Linked DNA regions of Mus musculus: region 1 is linked to region 2. A link is a contact called in public HiCAR-type data. All regions are on one chromosome and are shown on one strand. The core of a region is the stretch at or near the end of the contact, and the rest is flanking DNA. Distances in the headings are between cores, read along the strand shown.

Evidence for each region. HiCAR-type assays count read pairs that join an accessible place to other places.
Region 1: a HiCAR-type map of fibro-adipogenic progenitors shows a contact between it and region 2, with 2.1 times the contacts expected there. The contact joins two enhancer-like sites. A contact is called at or near these places in 3 of 484 Hi-C or Micro-C datasets (adipose-derived mesenchymal stem cells, cerebellar granule neurons and macrophages) and 1 of 115 datasets of contacts at active chromatin or transcription factors (fibro-adipogenic progenitors).

Annotation. Positions count from the first base shown.
Region 1 is chr14:106,050,415-106,057,789 of GRCm38.p6, forward strand. No RefSeq gene overlaps it. Among named protein-coding and RNA genes, the nearest start is that of Trim52, 52 kb to the right of the region's middle. Within about 2 kb of position 2,662, at least 31 of the 459 cell types and tissues checked have an H3K27ac peak or open chromatin away from gene starts, as enhancers often do. A contact at or near this core is called in fibro-adipogenic progenitors, where this site is marked.
Region 2 is chr14:105,747,005-105,753,958 of GRCm38.p6, forward strand. No RefSeq gene overlaps it. Among named protein-coding and RNA genes, the nearest start is that of Gm35967, 22 kb to the left of the region's middle. Within about 2 kb of position 5,322, at least 10 of the 459 cell types and tissues checked have an H3K27ac peak or open chromatin away from gene starts, as enhancers often do. A contact at or near this core is called in fibro-adipogenic progenitors, where this site is marked.

The sequences.
Region 1 (7,375 bases), core at 1,412-3,911, 300 kb after region 2:
CTGCTTATGGCAGAGTGTTTGTTTCAATATTTAGCATCATATTCTTAAATGGAGCAGAAGGACCAGATGGAGAACACAAGCAACTTGGCAGGTATTTCAACCAGTGTCTATGAAAAACAATGATACAAGCTTGGCAGAGTATAGGGTGATCAACCATGAGGACATAACACTCATACAGGTATGACTTAAGTAATGCCTAAATGAGACTATTAAATTTTTATGATCATAATAAAATAGCATAAAATAATATTTATTTAGCTTATAAGACTGAAGGTCAATGCTTGAGTCTTGGCTTGACCAACAGGTTCATTTTCTTATTCTTGGATCATTTACATCACCAGCTCTCAACTGGAGTGAGAGTCACTAGACTGTCGTACATCTCTTACCCACCAGCAAACTAATCTTTGCATCCCCGAGTAGCAAGGCATCGGAAGACAAAAGAAACAAAAGAAGCCAAGTAAACAAATAAACAACAAATCTAAAAGTTCCATGTGGCTAATCTATGCCTCACAGAGGAAGCTGTTTGCCAAAAGAGAGGATGGAGTCCATGCTCTAGATGAAGTGTGGGTAGGAATTTGGGAAGACAAATGTCTTGATCAACTCGGAGTGTGTTCACACAGATTTGTAACTAGGCTGGTCATTTGACTTACCAAAAGAATCTCCTTCTGACTAAAGATAGTTTGGGTTGTGACTTTGTTTGGGTTTTACTGCTATGAACAGACAGCATCACCATGTCAAGTCTTATAAAGGACGATATTTAATTGGGGCTGACTTACAGGCTCAGAGTTACAGTCCAGTATCATCAAGGCAGGAGCATGGCAGCTTCTAGATAGGTATAAAGCAAGAGGAGCTGACATTTTTACATGTTTATCTGAAGGCTGCTAGTAGATACTAGCTTCCAGGCAGCTAGAATGAGGGTCTTAATGCCCACACCCACAGTGACACACCTACTCCAACAGGGCCACACCTTCTCATAGTGCCAATTCCTGGGCTGAGCATATACAAACCATCACAGGTTGAGTTCTTTTCCTTTACAAACCAAGGATTCTGTTCATGGGAACTGGCATTTGGTAAATGTGTGTATACTTGGTATTGATACACCGAGCAAAAAGGTTTCCATGCCCTAACAAGATATTCCCTAACAGAGTGCCTGAAATATGGTCATCAGCACAGTGACAAGAAGATGAAGAAGATAAAGGAGATGGAAGAACATAGGAGAAAAATGCTAACAATTGAGTTGACATTTACTGTTTTTCTAATTCCTACCAAATATTCTCTTCCTTCAATGTGTTACTCATATGAATGCATGCATCCTTTCAACACTCCTCCCTTTGAGGTGTGTCTTATTTAAATTTTATATTTATAAGTGATAAAATTGACAGTGCAGGTAAATAATGAGCTCAAGGCTACACGACAGGTAAGTGATAAAGGTTGTGTTATGTTAGCTTGTGGGGGGAATCTAAAGACATAGCTGTTGATAGAAACATGAGACCCATGTAAACAATTATACTGTCACAGAAAAAAATGTGACATTAAATCCTTGAATCTCTGAAAGATCATATTATCCTCATTTCCTAATGTGGAAATTGAAGCTTAGAGCATTCAATGAGTATATTTAAGCTATCACAATTATTAAAGATTGTACAGCTGAGCTTCATATTCAACTTTAATCTAAAGTGTCTTTGTGGTGGTTTGAATATGCTTGAACCAGGGAGCAGTATTTTTAGGAGGAATAGCCTTGTTAGAGTAGGTGTGGCTTTGTTGGAGGAAGTTTGTCATTGTGGGAGTGGGCTTTGAGACCCTCCTCCTAGCTGCCTAGAAGACAGTCTTCTATCTTCTGAACAAGATGTAGAACTCTCAGTTCTCCCTGCCCCATACCTGCCTGGATGCTGCCATGTTCCCACCTTGATGATAATGGACTGAATCTATGAACCTGTAAGCCAGCCCCAATGAAATGTTGTTCTTTATAAGAGTTGCCTGTCATGGTGTCTGTTCACAGCAGTAAAAATCTAATGAAGACAGAGTCCTTGAGGAGTTTTGTTTATGGTCAACAGCGTTCTATGCATTCTTTGAGACTGTAAAAACTTGAGGTAATTCATCTGGTTTTGGACCCCTCATCCCTTCTTCTAAGTTTTTCATATGGCTTGTCTTGACTTTGTGTCACTAACATACAGGAATATTAGAACATTTAAATGAATCATTGCTACTTCTTTTTTCTTCGCCATTTGCAGTATCTTTATCAAAATGACAGCTCTCAAGTATGCTGCTGCTTCCCACTTTGTAATATGACCATCAAAGTCCCACTAGAGTATTTTGAAATTGTTATTCTTTTGCCCAATACGTGGAAGCCTTAAATAATTTCTGACTAAGGGAGAGATTACAATGCTGCTGGAAACTACCATGCATTCCAAAAGAATCTCTTACTTCCATGTCCCCATCACGTCTTTTGATTCTGAGGACATAAATCTACACAACAAAGAGAGCCACCTGGAGAAGAAATCAGTGGAGTGGCTGTAGCTGTTTATTCTGCCAGTCTTGCAAGCTGCTGTTTGTCTCCCTGACTCTGTTTTTTTTTTTTTTTTTGAGAGATCTATGTGGTCAAAGGATCAAGAATGCATCTGCACTGCTGTCTTATTTCAGCCACCCTATGATTCATTTTTCCCCGAGTTTTGGGTGTTGCTTTGTGCTGATTTCAAATGAGTTCATTAGGTTATGTAGTGCATTCTAACACTGCAGTATTTTTTGAACACAAAAAGCTGTTGTCTGCAGCAGATACTTTATTCCCAATATAATATGTAAATGGTATTTATTTTTGGCTTCCATTAAGAATGCTATTATAAATTACAGCTTGCATTTCTGATTCTTTTCCCCAAATAAATCAGTGTACTGTTTCCAAAGCTTACATCATATGACCCTGACATTTGAATCACTGCAAAAATGTGTCTTGGAAATATTTCCATGTCTGTTCGGTCAAAGTTTCATAACTCCTATATGAGCAATCACTCACTTCTTTATATCTCTTCCTGTTTGTATCTCTACATTTTTTAAGGCTTTGTGTTCCATTCTGTCATATCAAATGTGGGAAATGAGTGAACCTTCGTCAACATGCTGAAGTTTAGAGTATTGTCATTCCTGACTATGTGAGGATACTTTTCTTCCTACTCAGGGTCTCTTGGGAAGTGAATAGGTACCAGATAGCAGTCGAAGTGAAGCTTCCCCTCTTCATCTATTTTATTATTATACTTTGCTCCTCTCTAATTTATATGCATTGATTTTTCTTTGTTTTAGATTTCCTACTAATTTCAGATTCATACATCCCGATTTCGCATATTTTGCTCCTCTTTTCTTTTTGCCCTATTTTTCTTTTTAAACTATTTTTATTGATTCTCTGAGACTATTGTCCAGTAGGCTTTGACCATGTTCACCACAAATCCTTTCTTTTAACTTCTCTGAGATCTACACTCAATGCCCCTTCTTCACTCAAATTCAAGTTCCCTTTTTTCTTTTTTTCTAATTTAATAATTCCCTATCACCAATTTGTGTTGTTCATGAATTTATGGATATGGGGCCAACCACTGGAAAATGGTCAACCTATCAGGAGCCATATCCTTAAAGAAAATTGACTTTCCCTCCTCCAAAAGCTGTCATCCTTAGCTTCTAATTTAGGAGTGATTCACAAACCTTTTCCAAATCCATACTAGAATGTTGACTGGCTTGATCCTTAGTGAATCTCTTGCAGGCATCCACAGGTGCTGTGAGGTCATGAGAGCAAGTTTGGTTATATGCAGAAGATACTGTTTTACCTCAGTCCTTCCAGACCTCTGTGTCTTAAAATCTGCTTGTACCCTCTCTGTCATTTTTCCTGAGCCTTGGGAAGGGGATCTGATATTACAAAGGCCAGAGGAGGATATCGTAGGGTGTCCCCGTCTAGCATTTTCAGTCCATCCTCATTCCCTTGAAATGAGGTCTCTCAATGGACCTGGTGCTAAGGTGGTGGCCAGCAGGTCCCATTGTCCTACCTGACTTGGCCTAGAGTTGCAGGTGTATGTAGCTACTCTTAGATTTTATGCAAGTGTTGGGATTAGAACTCAGCTCTTCATGATTGCACGTTATTTCAGAAGCATTTTCTTAACTGGGGTACTCTCCTCTCAGATCACTTTAACTTGTGTCAAGTTGACATATAACTATTCAGTACACTGGGTGTAGTAGTTTTGTGTGGCATCTAGGGTCTCTTAAGAGTCCATAGAATATCTGTCTGTTCCCTTTGTGCTTTTAGAGTACCATCAAGAAGCAAGTCCTATTATAAAAGATCTGTCTGTGTTACTTTGTCTTTTCCCTTGCAGGTTCTAACAGTATCCCTTTGTTCTATCCATTTAGTGTTTTAGTTATTATATGCTGAGGGTCATTTCTTTTCTGGCCCAGTCTTTCTGTTCTTCATGCTTCTTGTCCTTGTGCATTCATCCATTGGTAGGCTTTCCACACTAAACCTCAGCAGAAATATTCAGAGTTCAACGAGAGCATCTTCTCCTCTAGTTTTCTTCCTATGATCTTTTGAAAACATTTTATGTACCTTTGACTTCTCATTTCTATATTTCTATTATTCTTAGAATTGATCTTTTCATAGTATCCCAGGGTTCTTGGTACAAAGTGTTCTTAGGTATTGGAAGCTGATGCTGAGGAATGAGATGGGCTTGGAGAGGAAGACTGGGGGTCCACAGAAAAGAAGAAAGCAAGGGATCTTTTTAGTCACTGTGATACAGTGGCAGAGAGTGAGGAAAGGATAGTCTGGTAGTCTGCTACTGAGCTAGGGATGAAACCGTAGGCCTGGATTTGGAGAAAAGGAGCGGGACGAGAAGATCTGCAGTTAGCTTGCCTGATTTCCCGGCCACAGCAAGATTGCAACATTTTAATAAGGGAACAACTCACCAACAAGACATAAAAATTATAAATATTACGTACTAAGTTATGTTCCTAATTCATTTCTTAAAAATAAACACCAAAAGGGATAAAAGTAGAAAATGTTAATATCTCACTTACATCCTTTGACAGGCCTTCCAAGCTAAAACTCAGCAAAAATATTCAGAGTTTGATTACAACATAGATCAACAGGATTTAACACACACACACACACACACACACACACACGCACACACACACACAATGTGAATATGTATAGAATATGAATTCTTTTCAGAGTTCCACGTCTTTAAAATAGATATATTGTACCAATGAACTCCAAAGCACACTGGAATGAAAATCATAGTTAATCAACAGATAATTTTTCCCCTATGGGAGATAAGAACTTCATTTAAAGCCATTATTTTAAGCAAGCAGAAGATTTTTACCATATATCCTATACCTATGGGCAAGTGCTGGTTCAGGTTGTATATAAGTATCCTTTAAAATGAAAACAAAAAAGAGCAGAAATATCTGCCAAAATCTACCTAAGAAAATTATTTTTGTAGGTGTTAACATGGATATAGACTTAGCTTTATATTGTGTATGATAACAATTAAATGTTATTGAGCATTAAGAAATAAAACCCTTTATGATTTTTCCCCAAAACTATAATACAGCATGATATTGAACTTAATACTCTAATTGTAAACTAACAAGAAGTGCTTTTCATGATTACTTCAATGTTTGAAAGGTTATGACTCATGAGCAAGTTATATTCACGGTTGGGTTGCGTTTATACAAGACAGGGTGTGAATTTTAAAAATGGATCAACAAGATGGGGCAGATTTAGGTGTGGACATATTTACGTAATATGTTTAAATATGGACATAGAGAAGCACAAAAACAAATATCTCCTGTGGCATATTCAATCTGTACAGGAGTTTTGTGCACCATTGTATTAATAAACATTCATGGAGAGTGAACAGAAGTTGGCATCAGGTAGGATCTTGGCAAATAACCCTTGATTAGTTTAAGTCAAAAACTATTGACACTTGAAATCCTTAAGAGAATGTAAAATAATACCACTGCAAATTCTGCACTTACGGCAGAAAAAGGGAAGAGCATTCCAAAGGGCATGGCCCTCAGCAGCTGCCAACGACATTGTTCCAGTAATAATAATGTGACTCGGTTGAAAAGCAGCCCATAGCCATACAGCCCCAAAGTTACAATAAAATATTATAATTCTGTGTACACCCCACGACACACCTCACTCACATGTGACTAATTATTATTAAACTGTCTTTTTTTTCCCATGTTGATTTGCTTGTTTGCAAATACAGCCCTGTTACTGCTTTGTGTTTTACACATACTTAAATCCTGTGACACTGATTTTGGGAGTAGATGCTGTCTAACGCAGCTCTTATATATATTAGACACTTTAGACATATAAAGTCTTATGATACTTCTTCCCAGAATATTTAGCAGAGTGAAACACCGGAGTCTTCCCTGTGGTTGCAAAAGCCAACACGTATCTCTTCAGAGACTCTGCCCATGGGCAAGGCCAGGCTGCTCAGAGGTAATCTCCGAGCAAGTTGAGAACTGTGCAGTAAATACATAGAACACTATGAATTACCATTTATATTACAGCTAATTTGGTCTTATTAAGAGATTAACTGCAAGACAAAGGATAACTCCTAGAGGCATAAGAACTCTCTTTTAAAATCTATTTCTAAGGAGGATGGGGGGGGGGTAGTATCATCCAACTAACAAGATATTTAGGCTGGGTGGGGGTGGTGTTTAGCATAGAGAAAGGATATAAGGTAAAGGAGCCCAGATGTGCTACAAAGATGTACACTATAGTAAACACTTCTTTCTCTGAGTCTCTGTTTCTCTGTACTGACACACACTGGGACACCCATTTTTCCTTTGTATATTTCACACACACACACACACACACACACACACACACACACACACACACTTTCATTTGACATTTATAATTTAATATGGTTTTTGCAAGGCTGCGGCTGTTGTTGGCGAGGGAGCCCACAGCTTCACAGGCATTGAGCAAGCACTCTTAGTACTGAGCTACATCCCTCAGTTAGTGATAACAGTTAGTGATAACCGTGTACGCACTGACTAAATCAGATAGATTCACGTGCCACATTCTGCGTTTACTTTTTATGTGGGGTCTTTCTGTCACTAATAGTTAGGAAGCTCAATTAAATTGTGACTGCTCCAAACCTTGTATTCAGATTTCTAGAATTTTAAATTTACAGGTAAGTATTTGACAGTCTCCTTTTGGACCTTTTATAAAAAATGTGTTCCCTATAATAAATAATTAGAAAAGTGTTGCGAAGCAAATGTACTTGGTCTGAGTTCCTAGTCGTATTGGTGGTCTTCCCAGACAGGGATTTCCCATCTGCCTTCCTTCAGCTTATAGCTCCTTCTTTGTTGGTGGTTTCTGAGATAGGGC
Region 2 (6,954 bases), core at 4,072-6,571:
TATCACCAAAAAAATTATTTTCATGTATTTGTAAGAAATGTGATTTATTATGAAGTAAGAAATGCTGAGACAGGCAGACTTTATGAGCTGAAGGCCAGCCTGGTCTACATCAGGAACTCCAGGCCAGCCAGAGCTACATAGTTAAACCCTGTCTCAACTGAAAAAAAAAAAGAGAGAGAGAGAGAAGTTGGCTACAAAAGTCAAAATGATTTCAATCTTTCAATAATGAAATGTTTTTTCATTTGTAGTTTAAATAGCATTTTCAGGCAACAGAAAATTATGGTCATGAATGTTAATACTAAACCCAGCCTCAAACTCTCATAGAGATCTGCCTGTCTCTGCCTCCTGTGAGATGGAGGTAAAGAAATGCACCGCCACACTCCAATTTGGAAACCCCAAGTCATATAAACTTCTCACATTCTGACATTAAACAAAAACAAAAACAAATCCATTTTAAACTTCCTAGAAGAGACTTCTCTTACTCTTTCCCAGTCTTCTCTTCAGTCTTAGCACAGTTCCTGACCCACAGCAAACAAATATGTCTTTAGCGAATAGTGTGAGTCGGCCATACATGGCCGTAGCAGATGGGCAGACAGACACAGCTCTGGGACAAGGTTAAGACAATGTATGCAGAGCACACATCAAGTGACCCACATCACCCTCTTTAAAATAAAGCCCCGGTGGCTTCATCACTCAGGAGCTCTTCTGCCCGAATAGCTCCAAGCCTAAAACTTTCAGTTTTGCAGTAATATATGAAAACACTGTCATTTACTTCATTAATAAGCAAACTCTTCACGTATTCTAATCCATCCAACATCCCTATGATTAACTGTGAGGTTTGTTGTGGGTATGAGGACCCTATCCAAGAAGACAAATACACTCAGGGTGGAGAGGAAAAGTACTGGTAAGCTTTAAGCATGTTAGGATAATTGAGGCCAACGTACATAAATTGCTTACAGATGAAAGGCTCTGAGCAATTATTAAATTATAAACATTGAAAAAAAAACCTCTGCATCCAATCTAGAGAAGAAAAGGTTTCCATTTGTACAGCAAATTAAATTCAGGTATTTCTGCAGGTCAGCCTTTTTTTTTTTTTTTGTAAAGCAGGGAGTCTCCCTTGACACTTACCACCCTGACTCAGAGGTCCAAAAGGTGCGGGGGCCGTAGAGACCTTTTCCTTGTGCTTGTCCTGCTCCAGTTCATTTGAAAGGGGTCCTAGACTCATGGGGTGTGGGGTGTGAAATAGATTTGGAGAAAGACCACAAGTGGAAACAAAAAACATTCAGTTTTCCAAAAACACCTGATTACAGACTTTATAGTCCATCAGCTAAGGAAGAGTAGGATGTACTTCTTCTGAGAGCAGATTTCATTCTCAGCAGGAAAAAATTATGAGCCTCAGAGCGAACATCAACCAATAGCCAATGCCTAATACAGCTCGCGTGAGTACAACGCATAAGGACAAGAAGGCAGTGAGGCTATGTCCATCAGCAAATGAATGGCACCTGACATGGGTGGGGCTGAGCCATTTGTTTTCAACTCTCTTAGATTAGGATATTCTTTGGAAAGTGGGTTGTTCCTGAAGAGAGTTCATTAACACTTCATGTTGATGAAATACTAACAGCATCTTCAACTGAATGACAGTATTTGGGTTTTTGATAGCATTTTAAAATGACTTTTAAGCTTATAGTTCCCAAATGGCTACATAATATCTCGGCCTATCATATTATCTTAAAATGATCACACACGAACACACACTCACACACACACACATGCAGCATTCACTCCAAATCATTTTTATGTCACCCCAAGATCACAATTTTTTTGTTGGATAGGGAAACAACTAAATCAATCTCTGGCCACTCTGGAACTGTATAAATCCGTGCACACAGAACCTATGGCAGCTCACAGCTGTTCTTACCTGCCTGTTGAGATGAATGGCCATCCGGCTTTTCCTCCAACAGAGAGCTCCACTGAAGATGCCGAGGGCACTGCTTTAAGCATGAGCTAGAGAGTCTGTGATATCTTTGTGGGAGGATTTGGTAAACTCCGTGCAATAAGAAGTGGGAGCAACTCTTCTCAGGGACTCACACAGGAGACTGGAAGCTCCTTGCACTACTTGACACTCGGAGCTATACAGCCCTGGCTAGCCTGGAACTCAGAGATCTGTCTACCTCTACTGCCCTACTGCTTGCTGGAAGTATATATCACCAAGCCTGGCTATAATCCTTTCTTAAAATTTTTGTGTCTTATTAATTTGTTTTATACAATCTCACACATGTAGAATACATACTGACTGCTCTTATCACCCACTTCCCTATCATCCATGTGCCCTGCTTTCTCCTCCACAAATTTCTATCATGTTCATGTTTATTAATTTTGTTTTGTGACCCACTGAGATTAACCAGGGCTTTCCATGTGTCCATGAGTTTGGAACTATCCACTGAAGCCTGGTAGGCGCAACAGTGGCTATGTAACTAATAACAGTGATTTCCCTCTTCTAGAAGCAAGTAAGCGGTACTGAGTACTTCTATGTAACTAATAACAGTGATTTCCCTCTTCTAGAAGCAAGTAAGTGGTACTGAGTACTTCTCAGCAGCATGTAACTTAGAGATAACTGACAGGGCCTTGGGAGACCCTTTCCTTTTCTTGACTTATTATTGCTCAAGATGATCTTATGTGCAGATAGCTACAGTTTACTGAGAGATGATGCCTTTGTGTCAATAGCTGTGTCTTATCTTAGAAAATGAGAAAAAAAAAACTTTTAAAAAAGACATTTATTCAGAGTCTCCTGCTCATTCACAAAATGTTTTTGGTGAAATTATAGACAATCTGCCTTTGTCTGGTATTAATTCAGCCTGGCATTCAGGATGCCACCCCGAATGAGCATCAGACACTCTGCATACTCAGAGACACTCTTGAGCACATATGTCATGTGTGTGCATGTGAGATACAAATATGTGCACATATGTCATGTGTGTGCATGTGAGATACAAATATGTGCACATATGTCATATGTATGCATGTGAGATACAAATATGTGCATATATGTCATGTGTGTGCATGTGAGATACAAATATGTGTGCACAGATGAAAAATAGAAGAAAAACTCCCAAATAAGACTAAACCTTGGGGTAGAACAGGGTGAGAAGGCAGGAGGAAATCTGTGAGGAGGTAGGGGAAGAGTAAGGGGTAAGTATGATCACCATGCATTGTATTAAATTCTCAAAATAGTCACACAAATGTATTTTTTTAAAAACAAAATGCACTTAGGAAGATGGAAGAGGAAAAAAAAAACCAAAAGAATTGAAAACAACAACAAAAAAAGATTTTGTCTTTCATCTTCTCACTGTAAGTTGTTGTGCAATAATCCACCCCACCCCCACCCCCATTTCCAAGCAGCTAAAGCCAGCAAGATCTACCCTAGTAACTTGAGTTTTCACAGAGTGTGACAATTCAGAAATGCAAATATTATGTGAGCAGGATGTTTTCAGGCCACTATCCTACTACCCCCTTGCAGATGTAGCAGTCCTTTATCTTGCACATGCTACTGACTGGCTGCCCAGCTTTTTACCATCTCAAACTTCTAACATCTGGCAACATGTCCCTGCCTACAGTTCTCACACGCTCCGCTCATCCGTGCTTTTGTACTTTTATTCATATACTGGGTTCTCTGAGTTTGAAATCCCTCTTCCCTTCTTACCTCTCTATTTTCTCTCAAATAGTTCATATTCAATAATATTCAATATTAACCTGTGAGCTCAGATGTCAACTTTTTTTTCAAACATTTTGTAAAAGTAACTTTTATTTATCAGATGTAAATGTCATCTCAGAGGCTTACTGCTGAATAAACTCACCTTATCTAGCTCTTTCTGAACTCTGGTTGGATGGTTCAACTCAGCTGTTCTGGTCCAAACTCTTTTTTTTAATCTGACTCAAATTGGCTTCTCTTGGCTTCTGACTGAATTGCTCTTCTTGGCTCCAAACTAACTCTAGCAATCTATGCTAATCTTCTGGCTCATTCTTATTCTCTGGCTTTCTCTGTCTTCACCTGTGTCTCGCTTGTTCTCTCTGTAAACTGTCTTTATAAAACTGCCTCCGTCTATCTATCTATCTATCTATCTATCTATCTCTTAAGTAGTCTTTCTTTCTTGTCTGCTCTCATGAGAGTTGGGCATATCCTTTCTCTGACACAGTCTGTCAAATCTTTCTCTGATTTGTCACTTTGCATCTCATTGAAATGTCATTTTCAAACATGGCTGATTCCTTCTACAAACTAACTTTACCCTCATTGTTTGAGATTAAAGGTGTGAACTAAGGGTGTGTCTGTATTCTAACCAGATCATACTGTAATCAAGGCATGTCAGGATTCCTGCCTGATCACATAGACCCAGACGGTCTTTGGATGTGATCCCTAGACAGAGCAGACAAACTGCTGGACTATAATTCCTTCACAGTAAGATGTACATATTATTATCATAATATCATCTTGTGGTAGCATTTTCTTTTAAAGTCTCAGCTTTACCCATTAAAGTTTTAATCCTTAGGAAAAAAATTGTATCTTATTTATTTTGCTATCTCCAACACTTAACCAAGTTCCAGGCAAAAATTAAACTCTTAAAAATGTTGAATTAAATTATGTAGATAATGTTCTCACTGGCATCAGTTATTAGATTATAAAATATGCCTTTGTTGAACAACTTGGATTAGATAATATTTATTTCTGCAAATCTGGATCTCCTACTTTATTTTGATAATTTTTATAATCAATAAGAACCCGCTAGAAAATTAAAAGATGTTAGTGTTGGAGAAAATAGCAAGATAAGAAAAAAATACAAGGGAATAAGGCTTTAGAAAAGGTGACTCACTGGCAGACATTTGCAATATGAGGAAGGAAATTGGGAGGCTGAGTTCTGAGGTGTGATTCAGCCACAGATTAGAGTGTTGCATCTTACTTCCAGTTCCTTTGCTTCTATTTAAACTATGCAAATCTGCTTTCCTGGTATAATCAATTTCCAGCAACATATCCGGCCCTGATATGGGTAATTCCTGTCATAGCCACACCGTCCTGTAACAGTGCGGAAGAACGTGTCGGACATGGAGAAAGCTTAATGCCTAATCAATCCGCAAAGGCTTGGGAGAAAGGAAGCATACATGCACTTGTGATTTCCTTAGCACTCGATCGATCGGCAATAGCATATGATACATGCTGATTAATTCTTACCAGCTGCAGGAAATCACTAAGACCTGTGGTCACTCATTACGTCATATCTTGTGAAAATAGACATGAGTCTTCAAATCTTCTAAGTTGTCTTCCAAGTAGCCAAGTGTTCAGTAAGATCTTCCACGAGGCCTTACTCATATTCCTGGGAGACCGTGACTCTCTCGCCTGCTACAGATAATCACTATCTTCCTAGACCACTGACAAGGTGCTGTTACGTATCTAGGAAAGGACTTGTTAAAGTGACATTTTTTTTTTTTACTTTCTACCTGTGAGAGTGAGCACAGAAGTGTGTGCTGCTATGTGGCTTGTGTGTTACTCAGCCAGTGAGTAAGCAGGCCTGATATTTAGCCTCTGCAACTTAGTCCTTGTGAACTTAGGGATTCTGGAAAGTCTCAAGACGTTTCCTTTGCAAATGTCAAGGGAACCATATGTAGAATCCAGGTTTCAAGGAAAGTGTCATGAGTCAAACACAACCAGATGTATCATAACCAAGTGCAGCTGACAGGGTCCGGAATGAGGTGTTCACAAATATTCTGTAGACACAGTCACTTTAAGCACATCACAAATACCATTTCTATGAAGTCTCCTCAAACTTTCCTCAAACAGTATTTGGCATCTCTTTCTCTGTGCTTCCACACACTGTGCCTCATAGCATAGATCCCCTATTGGTCTCCGGTCATGCAGAGCTGTAATAATACATCCCATGGGCTAGGAAGTTCCCAAACAACAGAAATCTATTTCTCATAGCTCTGGAATCCAAATATCTGAGATCAGGATGACAACATGGTTGGGTTCTCAGAGTGGTTGCAGAATAAAGACTTTTCATTTATCCTCGTATAGAAGACAGATAACTAGAGTCTTCTCTGGGCTTCCTTTTATAAAGACACTAATCTCATTAGTGAGTGCTTAACCCTCATGACCTAATTACCTCCCAAAGGCTCCATCTCCTAATCAGATCACACTGAAGATTATGATTTCAACACACAAATGGGGGTGGGGTGCAATTAATCTTTATGTGTCCTCAGCTGACATTATTCACTTGAGAAGTATATTTGTGTCCTCAGTGCAGAGCTATGGTTCTGACATAGTAATTTCTTAATAATTGTCCCACTATTAGAATGGGGAAAGGAGATTAGTAATCCCATTGGTTTTTTTTTCCAAATCATTCACCAGTAAAATTAGGCAACACTTACTGATTGCCCTAAAGAGAAGGTGAGTTGATTATCTATCCAGATTATAGCTGCAGAATGCGTTCTTGGTTCCTCTGCTCTCATAAGTGGGACCACATTCATAGCCTTCTCAAATGTGCTCTAAACTGGCATATTCTAACTTTAATTTCTCTTGTAAAATCTATGCTTGAATCATTATGTTTTTATGCCTTGCTGGTATCAGTAGATATATAAACCTAGCAACTAGCCAAGAAATGTGTGACCCTGACTGCCAGGAAAAGATCTACTTTGAGCATATTCTCAAGAATGAAAGAAAGAGCAAGTATAACTTTATCCCATGGGTCATAGCATCCTTGGGCAGTATACAGGAACTCCCAAGTCCTATGTACAAGTCTCCAGAAAAGAGTCCACGGAACCTAACTGCGACATTAGATCCCAACCCCTTCCTTGTCCCATCAGGGGTTAAGTCTAAGAGTCATATGACAGATGGAGACTTAGAAATGAGCCTGGCTTATCATGCGAGTGCTGTGGTTAAGGAGGTAAACATGTTAGGATCCAACTGTA